2 separate regions of the Mus musculus genome follow, and region 2 is linked to region 1. A link is a contact called in public promoter capture Hi-C data. All regions are on one chromosome and are shown on one strand. The core of a region is the stretch at or near the end of the contact, and the rest is flanking DNA. Distances in the headings are between cores, read along the strand shown.

Region 1 (5,693 bases), core at 2,349-4,848:
GCTAGGTCAAAAGACCTCAGACTTAATGTCTAGGGCACATCTGACTGCTTATGCCCAGGACTGCAGAAAGACAAAACAGGGGCAGGGCTTCATGGAATTTTGCAGAGCTGAACATAAAGCCTCACAAGCTACAAGTTTCAACACATACATTTTGCCATACCTTAAGACCTCAAATCCAAACATCAGCACACGAAATAAACCCCTTGAAATGCCACCTCCTAATTATCTCTCCCCAACATTCCTTCTTCAAGCTTGAGTTTGGATAAGATTGGGTCGTGACTCTTGTTGGTACAAGTCCTAGCTGCCAATGACTGCCTTTGCCCTTTTCAACCATCACTGATAAATCCAACAATATCAAAGCTCTGTCTAGCTGACAAAAAGATGGATTAAGAAGTAACAGAAAGCGGTGAACGCATACAATTAAAAAGAAAAATACAGGTAATCGCATGATATTATACACACACACATACATACAAAAGACTTGCAAATTAAAATTTTAATAATATTATACACACACATACATACAAAAGACTTGCAAATTAAAATTTTAAATGCACTGAAAGTTTTACTTAAAAAAGGTTTAAAAAAACCACAAAAAGAGCCGGTGCGGTGGTGGCGCACGCCTTTAATCCTAGCACTTGGGAGGTGGGAGGCAGAGGTAGGGGGATTTCTGAGTTCCAGGACAGCCTGGTCTACAGAGTGAGTTCCAGGACAGCCAGGACTACACAGAGAAACCCTGTCTCGAAAAACCAAACCCCCCCCCCCCCCAAAAAAAAACAACCCACAAAAAGCTTGGGCAGTGGTGGCACATGCCTTTAATCCCAGCACTCAGGAAGGCAGAGGCAGGCAGGATCTCTGAGTTCAAGGCCAGCCTGGTCTACAGAGCCAGGGCTACACAGAGAAACCCTATCTTGAAACAAAACAAAACAAAAACAGGTAAAACAAAACAATACAATAACAACAACAACAAAAAAAAACCCACAAAAAGTTCTAATCAGTTTAACACAAGCAACAAAATACTTCTGTTGTGGTTTTTAAGGGAAAGAATGGTATTTTCCAAAGTATAAAGTCGGTTTAAATTCATTTAACTGATCAATAAAAACCAAACCAAACCACATAGAAACTCAAAATTAAGGCAGCCTAATCTTCCTACACTGCTATCACAAGTAGGATGAATCACAGGAATAAGGCTGACCTGTCACCTACCTGGCACAAGAAAAATGAAACACAGTAATACATTTTATGCCAATACAGAAGAAACAAAATCAATAAACTATGCCACATAAAAGTCACCTGACTTCAATCTGAAACCATTCACCTCTGCAACTTTTGGAGAGCAGTTTCACAGGCCAAGATGACCTGTTCCGGTCTTGTCCCTGGGACCACAGGCCTCCAGATGTTCTCAATGGTCATGAGTCAAGCCAGACACTTCCAGAAGAGACAGGGTGGAGGAGCAAACAAGAAGCAGGACAGGACATCTGAGGAGCGCCTGCTAGTGAGGAGTGTGGGTGGAGTGAACAGACGTCTTTAAAAGAAAGTGAAAGCCCATGGTTTATTAGACACTGAACGAGTTGCTTTGAGTCTAATATAAAATGCTAATGTCAAATCTCTAAGAATAAATCCCACAGTCTTCACGCTCTCCTACTTCCCTGTCTACCTACAATGATGGCACATTTAAACTGTGATCAGGGGAAAGAAGGCAGCAGACTGAAGCTTTGAGGATAAGGAACAGTTTTATGGAAAGCTGGGCTTTGATTGCAATGCTTGCCAATAATTTCAGAATTTGGGAAGTAGAAGCAGCAGGATCAAGAATTCAAGGCCAAAGTTGGGCACAGCAGTTTATGCCTTTAACCCCGGAGGTCAGCCTGGTGCACAAAACCAGGGCTGTTCTACAGAAAAATCCTGTCTCAGAAACAAACAGTTCAATGCCAGCCTCAGCTATATAGGGAGTTTGAGGCCAATCTGAGGTACATGAAATTCTGTTTCAAAAAACAAAAATAAACTGTAAGTGGGTGGATGAGACTGCTTAGCAGGTAAAGCCATTCGCTGTCAAGCCTGATGGCCATCCCTGGGACTCACGTGGTAAAAAGAACCAACTCTGCTAAGTTGTCCTCTAACCTCCACACGTGCAGGAGCACGAACAGGCAGGCCTATGCTCACCACACACACACACACACACACACACACACACACACACACACACACACACACAGTGTGTGTTTGAAATCCCAGGACTTGGCTGGATGGGACAACATCAAAAAACAAAGTCTGGAGAAGTGACTTTAAAGAGCAGTGTGGGAAGAGAAAACACTACTCAGTTAAAAAAAGAAAACCGCCACTACTGTAGCGCTTCAGGAGACCCCATGACAAATAAGTTCCTCTTGCTCAACAACAAGAGGTGGAGATCCAGGGCTGACCGACGTCTACCTGGCCAGAGATTGGACTGGACAGACTAGCACACCTACGACCACAAACAGGGTATCCAGAGCACTCGGTGCTCCATCCCGTCCTGAGTCCAGTCCAGCATGGGCCCCCGGAGACTGATAACCCTGCATGGTTCTCCTTCCACCTTATACGGGTGCCAGGGAGATAGATGAAAGACCCTTTATATTGCATGGGCTCCCACATTAGTGTCTGGGACCTGATTTACCCCACAGGGCCTCAAGATCAACTGCCATGCCCCCCTATCTCTCTCCTTTCACAAAAATGGACCTCACCTCACCCCGTGGTACCAACTCCTAGCGGAATCCCGGGGTCGCTGCCTAGTGTCTACAGTCCTTTTTCTTCACTCCGTACAGACGCTAGTGAGACATGCATTTAAGATCGTTATACACCCCAGACTCCAAAGACCTGTGGCCGCATCTTCCTTACATGGCTCGATACCTCTGCCCCGGCCTTACCTTCTTACAGACCCTCGAGGCCGGCGTCCACGGTCGTCTCCCCATAGCCTCCCGAGGCTGGCCTCCATGGCCATCTGTGCCCACCGACCCCTGAGGCCGGCGTCATGGCCATCATCCCCATAGCCTCCCAAGGCTAGCGTCCACCGCCGTCTCCCCAACAGATCCCCGAAGCGGGACTCAGCCGCAGTCTCTCCCCAGCCCCGCGTCCGCAGCCGTCTCCCTACGGACACCCCTCCCTCTCTTCAGCCGCTGGCCGGCCGAGGGTCTCCCGGGACAACGCCGGTCAGGCGGGCAAAGGCGGCCGCGTCCGGACCGGCGGCTGAGCGAGCATGACCTTGCGGGGCTCGGGGGTTGGGGTGGGGTGTCGGTCGGGCCTCACCTTCCGCCACGTCCTCGTCGACAGCGCCCTTCACCTGCGAGAAGCACCACTGGAAGTCGTTGCCGCCCGCCGGGCAGCCGCCGCCTCCAGCTCCTGCAACAGAGCGCGCCGTCAGGCCGGCCCCGCCCCGCCCCACCACCGTCCAGTCCGCCCGCCCGCCCCGCTCGCTCGCTCGCGCACGGCCCTCACCTGCCATGGCGCGGGCGGGACGCGCCCAGCCGAGCGCGGCCGACCGAGGCGCTCCGAGCGCTCAGCCCCGGCCGCCACCGCCGCCGCCGCTGCCGCCACCGTCGCCGCCGCCGGGGAGGGAATTTTTTCCCCTTTTCAAAATGGCGCCCAATGCCCGTCGCCCCGCCGGATGACGTCATCCCCCTCCGCCTCCTCCGACGGTCAGTGCCGCGGGGGCTGCCGGGGGCGCACCGTGCGCCGACTGCGTCTGCGCGAGCTGTCTTGAGGTTGGACCTACGTAGCCGCTGCGGTCCAAGGAGAGGAGTGTCTTGGACTAGTCCGCTGGCAGATAGAGGCGGCCTTCTCGAGTCGTGTCAAGGCTAGGACGCGACGCCCTCTACGTTCTTAAGGCCTCAGACTTTCTTCTGCGGCCGGCTGGACTGGATGCTCGAAGGCCTGGGCCTTTCCTACAGCTGAGCCAACGGGAACGCGGAACCTCCGTGGATCTGCCAATAGAGAGCGCTCGGCCGTGGGCAGGCGGGGCCTCTGATCCCCGGAGCACCTGGAACCCAGCACCTGCGTGCGTAATTTTGCCCATCATCCAGGCTCTCTTGCCCCCAGAATCTTTGATCGTAGCTTCTGAGCACTGATCTCATCAGAGTGCTACTTCAGGGATTCTTTGAGCTCTCAGTATAGCCCCTAGGGAACCGTTCTCGACATTTGCTTTATTTGTGGGTGTGTTTTTCTAGCATGAAGAGGAATTATTTGTTCGTGGGCTTGACTTATCCGAAATCACTATGAAGTTGGCAGTGAGCGTACTGCACCACTAGAGGGCAGTTGTTCCAAACCAGAGCATTCTCCACTTCAAAAATGTTTTGCCTTTTAGCAAGTGCTTTTTCTATTCTCAGTCTTGGCTGGGATGCTGCTTGTGTAGAGGTGATGTGTCTGTCCTGGTGGAGTTTACTCTTCAGCGGAGAAGAGACAATAAGAAAAACCTGGGGAAAGTTAAGTGGACTAGAGTTAAATACAACACAGAAGCAGGGGAAGGAGATTGGAGCAGTTGGTATCTTTAGGAGAGCAATTAGAGGAGATAAGAAAGAATCTCAGGCTGACGTCTTGGGCGGCTGCTAGAAATGAGAACAGCTAGTGCACAGGCTGGGCCACCCTGACCTTTTCTTTCCGATGTTTTATTTTTAATTCAATTGCACACACACACTTTGATTAGGGTCTTGCCATGTAACATGAGGCTGGTCTCTAAATTGAAATACGTCTGGTTCCACCTCGTTGGCGCTGGGTTTACAAGCACGGAGCACACCTAAGCTTGCTAATGTGTTTAAAGGGCAGCAAGAAGCTGTGGGGAGAACAGAAGTGGCCAAGGAAGGCTAGTCATAGCAGTGGAGGCAAGGTGGTCCGGGACAGAGCAGGAAGCTGTTTTCAGGGGGTGAACTCTGATGAGAGGGCTGGCTATGGCCAAGAGCTGGAGAAAGTCATGAAGAAATAGGGCCTTCCATCAGTAGCAGCACTCAGGGTTGTTTCTGAAAGAACTGTCTCTGAGTTAAGTAGGAGGATAAAATGAGCTGCATGTGTCTGGGTGTATGAGAGTAATGGAGAAGAATAAGAGACATGGAGTAGTGAGGATATAGGAATGTCACCCAGATGACACTCCAGAGCATCAGGAGAGTTAAGAGCATATGTATAGTTCTGGGAGGACGTTTTGGGAGGAGCCTGAGGACGGAATTCCAAGCCTGGGAAGAAGCATTCTGAGACTGCTTGCAGAACTGGGGTTTAACTTAAGTTTATCCAGACTCCATGTAGGCATGGGTATCTCAAGTAATGCCAAGTGATCTCGATATTCCTATCTGCCTAATTGTAGCTGCATGTTTAAGTTATGTAGCTAGACAGCACTGTCACATGTGTGTCTGTGTGTACTGGGGTGCTTCTTAATGAAGAATGACAGACCGAATGGACAGAACTGTAAGTAGCTGCCTTAATAATTAGTGGCAGGCAGTATATTTGGCTTACACTTCCACATTATAGTCCATCACTGAAGGACATCATGGCAGGATCCTGGAAGCAGGAGCTGATGCAGGTCATGGAAGTGTGCTGCTTACTGGCTGGCTCCTCATGGCTTGCTCATCCTGCTTTCTTACAGATCCCAGAACCACCGGGACAGAGGTGGCTCCACCCATAATAGGCTGGACTCCTCCCCATCAATTACCAATTAAGAAAATAACAGGTTTGCCCTC
Region 2 (5,770 bases), core at 623-3,122, 2.0 Mb before region 1:
GCCTGTGGATGGAAGCACATACTTCCAGTGAGCCATTTTCCCAGCTCTAGTCTAAACTTGTAAAAACCAGAAAGTCTGTTTCAGTGTTGGGATTTATTAGCTGTAAGCTATGGTGACTTATCTACGTCTGCTATTACATATGAGAAAGAGAGAGACTTTCTCAGTGCTGTCATGAGGGCCCAGTGCTTACAGCAGTCCGTGGCACAAAGTGATTGCTAAAAGATGCAGCTTAGTGTGACCACCATAATGCCGCCCCTTCCCCCCACTCTTGTCTTTAAATGTCCATGAGCAGAGTTGGGCCTGACACTGCATATATTTAATGACAGCACTTGGAGGAGGCTAACCACTGGTGGACTGTGAATCCAATCCCGGTCTGGTCTACAGAGCAAGTTCCAGGCCAGTCAGAGCTATACAGCCACAGCTAATCTCAAACAAACCAACCAACCAACCAACCAAGCAAGCAAAAATTGTCTGGAGACGTGGCTCAGTGATAGTTTAAGAGCATTTTGAAGACTCAAACTGGGTTCCTAGCACCTACACCAGTTGGCTTACAACTGCCTGCAACTCCAGTTCCAGGAGATCTCTTCTGGCATCCTTGGGCGCACACACGTTAAAAGTAAATAAAAATGAATAATAATAGTTTGTAATTATATTCAACATCGTCTGAGCTGTCTGGTAAGTCATTACCTTAATGAGACCATCTCCTTGGGCAAAGCATGGGTCCTGCACAAAATCAAGCACCTCAAGTGTCAGCTGATGCCACAACCTACAAAACAAAAAGCCCTCAGTCCCACATCCTAATGTGAAGAAAAGGATGCCTTCAGCCTTGACGGTCCCATCAAACACCAAGTATTTCCCAGGTCCCACTGCACAGCCAGGAGTTAAAGCAAGCGCCAGCCAATTCAAGCCTATTTCTGGACTGACTTTGCTTGCACCCCCTAGTCACTTATCCTTTCAAGACTCAGTTTTCTTAGGTAACACTGGAGAACACTTTTTGAGACAGCGTCAACTCCCACTCTGAGTGTCAACTGGAATTCCAATGCCACAACCTACAAAACAAAAAGCCCTCAGCCCCACATCCTAATGTGAAGAAACGGATGCCTTCAGCCTTGAAGGCATTGGTTGTGACTTTAGAATTCTACAGCTATATTTTGAACTCCATTCTCTCTTACTTATTAGCTGAATACCTCACAGAATAGAAAACTGATATTCAATCTTATCTGTCAATAGGAAGGATGAAATAAGCCAATACTTTAAAAAAGCCAATATATGAACCTTTAGGACACCGAAATAGCATACTTCATACCAAGACTAAAGGATAATATTTAATAATAGAGATAAAAGTGTTTTGAAAAACACAAAATGTTACACCATATATAGGCAGGTACATACTAAACACTGAAAAATTTCTCTTGAAATCACTAAGAGTTTTAACTGCTGGACATTGTCATGTGGAAAGGTTCTGAGGAAGAGGTGTTTTTTCATAGGCAAATTCTTATATCAAAGTCAGCAATTCGTAATTGTTCTTATCAAAGCTGGTAAGGCTGGAACGCAGGGAGTCTAGATACAGAACCCTGTTAACAGCTCTGCTCCTAAGGCTATCTCGACCCCTTTCCTCCACATCCCTGACCCTCCGGACTGATCAGAGCCCCTGGCCCTCCCACAGTCCTCTCCCTCCCGCCCCAGCCTCGGAGCTCACTTCTTCGTGTACAGCTCTTCCAAACGGTGCCAAACGGCAGCCTGGCCCGGCCCGGAGCTCTGACTCTGCTGTAAGAAGGCCGGCACATCCTTCATGATTGCAGAGAGCTGGGAACAACACAAGCACTAAGCAGTCAGAACCGGCAGGGATGGCGCACGGAAGTGCTCGCTCACTTCCGGCACCGCGGGCGCGCGGGGCATGCTGGGAGCGTCCCACTAGCCTCACGGGTTGCGGTCGTCAAGGTAACCGCGTTCTTGACTTCCGCTAAACTTCTCCCGGGTTTCTGGCCCTGCCCTTGAGGCATTAAAGAGTAGAGGTGCCTGGGGACAGCTAGCCACTGACTGGTCACGTAGCCTCAAGCCTGCAGACTTGGGTCCTCTGAAACCGGATGGCGTTTGGCGAGGACTAGGTGTGATGCAAATCGCTCAGAGAGCATTAGTTATCACCCGCCTACTCAAGGAGGTCGAGAGCGGCGTAAAACGATGAAATCTCCCGGTTTGGCTTCCCAACCAATAAGTCAGAGTCCCACAGAGGGAGAAGCTGCCAGCACCAGGCATAAACACAGCCTTCCACACTTCGGGTTATCGTGCGGGGGCTGGGCTGGGCTCGGCCGAGGGAAGGCGCCGGAGGGCGGCACTTGGCCAGAGGGGGGGCGGGAGTAAGAGTGCCGAGAGGGCGGGGCTTGGCTCACGGGGGCGGGGATTCGGATGGCGCTTGACCCTCTAGGCGCCGTCGTCCTGCAGAGCATCATGGCGCTAAGCGGTCGACTGGCATTGGCCGCGCTCAGACTGTGGGGTCCGGGAGGTGAGCCACGGCAGGGGAGACACGGGATCTCGCAGATAGGCTATCAGCGGCGTTTTAGGGGCGGGTAGCTGGAAGCAATTGTGGGAGTAAGGACCCGGCAGGCGCGCCCTTCTACAAGGTTTTGCTGACCGGCCATCACTACCTTCTCCTTAAAGGTGTTTTTCTATGTAACTATTGCAGCACAGTCTTTGAAATATTTTATAGAAGTTCGTTGTATGGATGTCTTATAATTTATATCACCATTTCCTTATTGAATACTTTCTAATCTTGAATTATTACAAATAACGTGATAAATAAACGTGTTTGCACCCCATTTGGACCACAAATTCTCAGTAGACAGCCTTGGGTAAGGTTACGTGGTTTGTATTATTTTGAGACTGGTCTCTTGTTCAAACTGGCCTTCAGCTGGCTGTGTGAAGGAGGATGACCTTGAACTCCGGATCCACCTTGCTTCCACCTCCCTCCAAGCGTCGGAGACTACAGTCACATGCCACCACATCCAGCTGTTACTTGTGTTTTAATTGTCCCCCATAAAGGTTGTGAAACTAAAAATTTTTACCAACAGTCATACTGTCTGCAAAATAGTAACATGTCTCATAGAGTCCTGAGAGTGATCAATAATAGGGATATTTTCAGTTTGAAATAAGTGAGTATATTAAGTTAGAGAGAAATCATCACACTGCATATTCAAAAAAAAAAAAAAAAGTCAGCAGACGTCTATTGGCTATCTTTAAGGTAGCTCGGTGGAACTCCCAGTAAAGAGTCCTTGCCAGAACAGAGTGACCCTTTCAGTGAGGTTTTTAGTAAAGCAACAGATGGAAGTAATATCAAATTGGACACTTGCTACATCTAACAGAAACTGGCAGAGAAAGTTGAGATAGTCATTTGGAGCTCCCAGGTGGGCTGTCCCTCTGTCTGAGCTGCGGGATTTCCTTCCTACTGGAGGGCACATTCTTTTTCTTGCAGATACTTTCCTATACTGGGATAAACTATAGTGACTTCCACTGGAAACCGTTTCCCTTCTGTTCTCAAGGGCACAAGTGTTTTCACTCTTGGGCTGTTTTGCTGTTCTCTCTCTGTCCTTTTACATAGTTAGGGGAGCCAGCCCTCCAGACTTTGGACTTTGAGACAAACATGGGTCTGGCATGAGGGAAGGGGTTGTCGGCCTTGTTTCCAAAGCCATCTTCTCAGTGAGCTCAAATGACGCAAGACAATTTATCAATATAATGTACAAATTTGGACTTTTTTTTTTTGTCTGTGCTGAGTAACAAACTCAGGCTTTGCAATTGTCTGATAGGCTAACATGGCACCACTGAACTACACACCCAGCCTGGAGTCCTTACAGTTTTAGGGCCCACAGTCGTTAGCAAAGAAATGTAATGGAAGAATATTTGGGTAGACAATGGTATAGTCACTTGATGTGGGTGACAACATTTTATTCTTTTCAATAAAGAGTTGTTCATTTAGGCTACGGTTACAGAGCATTTTCTCTACCATACTCGTGAGTGCTGAGGATAAAGCAGGGATCAGAAAAGACACTCTAACTTGTGGAAGCATTTCTAATATGAGATCATCTGTAAGACAGTGTGGCTGTCATAAACCCTAACACAGGAGCCCTGGGATGTTTGTGAGGAGGATGCCTTTACAGAACATTCCTTCTTCTCTTGATTTTAGATTTGGGACTCTTTTGTGACTTCATCCTCTGTAACTTTACAATGTCTTGGGCAGAACTGAATACTAACCTCTGAGTTTCTTCATCTCAGGGGCTTTCCATACCATGTAGATGTACTTTAAGTTATATCTTAAGTTTGTTGTTAGATATTTGGTAAAATTTTGTCCACATGTATGTCTGTCAGTTGCAAACTGTTTGTTTGTTTGTTTGTTTTGGTACAAGTGACTAAAAATGTCTTTTATGTTCCCTGAGTGGTGCCTAGCGGTTGGCAGACACTCAGCAATGGTCACAACTTTTCTTTTGTCCCTTTTGTATTCTCATATGGTTTGTGTTTAAGAGGAGTTCAGAAAATATTAGGGCAAAACCTCTGAGTGCACTGCCCTGGGTGCCCTGTGCGCCAGGGTATTTGATGAGTGAGAGGTGTGTTGGAGCCAGAGCTTGCTTGCTGCTGCTTCTCATTCTTGTTTTTATCAGGAGACCTCTAGGAGGGTTGCAGTGACTTAGCGCGTTGGTCCCTAGGACCCGGCATGGGCTTTGCGGTCAGGCTAAGTTCTAAGTGCCACTTCCGGAAGTAGCCCCCTTGCTTCTCACTGAGCATTTCCTCCTACTGTACTTTGGGTTTATGGTGTGTGCTTGCAGGAAAGTAAGGGTACCCAGAAAACGGGGTGATTTTGTCTCTTGTGTGTTTTCCCAGCTGGGAATAAGGTTCCTTCCAAGGGAACAAAATCTCTTGTCTTAGGCTTCTCAGTGAAGCTGTTGTGCTTTTGGGGGAGTTCTCTTTGATTCCTCTGTCCTGATGGACTAGAGAGAGCAAGTGCCTCTTATCTCCACCATCTTTATGATTAGGCCCCCACAGGAGTTCTAAACTAAAAGGGCCAGGTTGCAATGAGGAAGAGACAGAGACAAAAAGGCAGGCGTGCCGAGAGAAAATCGAGACTGCTGGAAAACAGATTCTGGTGAACGCTCTACTACAGATGTTCTAACAGTTGCTCTGCAACAGCAAGAGGCCACCTAGTACGTGCTCAGATAAGCCAGTGGACCATCAGCTAAACGAAAGCAGGTCCAGACTGGGTCCCAGGGAGCACTCTCATACTCTATCCAAGGAGGTGACACAGACAGTTGGACACAAAGGCCTGTTCTGGCCCTTGGCACTGCTCCTGATGACACCTCGGATGGGACAGGATCATCCATGGGCATCTCACACTGGGTGCCTAGACCATGGGCACAAGGCACAGCTCTTGCTTGCTTCAAAGTGAATAATGCATAGCTTACTGTGAACCCAGTATGAATGATCGTGCCCTGGAAACACAGACTCGGGTTACACGAAATAATCTCACTTATGGAAGGGGTTATACAAACTTCTAGTCTCAGAACAAAAGATAGTCAGAAATTCACTCACTTACTGAATATCAGTGGGAACGTTAGGCAGCAGTAAAATCATCCTATTGGCTTCCGATATGCTCTAACGGGAGTCTTTGCTCCTGGGCTAGTGGAAGCTTGTGGTCTTTGAAGTCAAGACATTCCAAAGGTCTTATTTCATAGTCAAAAGGATGTTAGGTATCCTATCCAGGGGACTAAAGATAGCTCAAGATAAG

The links. Promoter capture Hi-C pulls out the DNA fragments that hold promoters and counts their contacts.
Region 2: a contact with region 1 is called in a promoter capture Hi-C map of pre-B cells, with 4 times the contacts expected there. The contact joins the promoter of Psmd13 here to the promoter of Ppp2r2d in region 1. A contact is called at or near these places in 2 of 39 promoter capture datasets (liver and pre-B cells), 1 of 484 Hi-C or Micro-C datasets (B cells) and 1 of 115 datasets of contacts at active chromatin or transcription factors (embryonic stem cells).

Annotation. Positions count from the first base shown.
Region 1 is chr7:138,844,291-138,849,983 of GRCm38.p6, reverse strand. It overlaps Ppp2r2d (protein phosphatase 2, regulatory subunit B, delta), which reads right to left and starts at 3,598. Exons shown (of 9, transcript NM_026391.2): 1 at 3,469-3,598; 2 at 3,280-3,372. The coding sequence starts at 3,475. Mapk1ip1 (mitogen-activated protein kinase 1 interacting protein 1) reads left to right here and starts at 3,717. Exons shown (of 2, transcript NM_001045483.1): 1 at 3,717-4,027.
Region 2 is chr7:140,878,496-140,884,265 of GRCm38.p6, reverse strand. Psmd13 (proteasome (prosome, macropain) 26S subunit, non-ATPase, 13) reads right to left here and starts at 1,872. Exons shown (of 13, transcript NM_011875.4): 1 at 1,700-1,872; 2 at 688-766. The coding sequence starts at 1,794. It overlaps Sirt3 (sirtuin 3), which reads left to right and starts at 2,397. Exons shown (of 7, transcript NM_001127351.1): 1 at 2,397-2,503.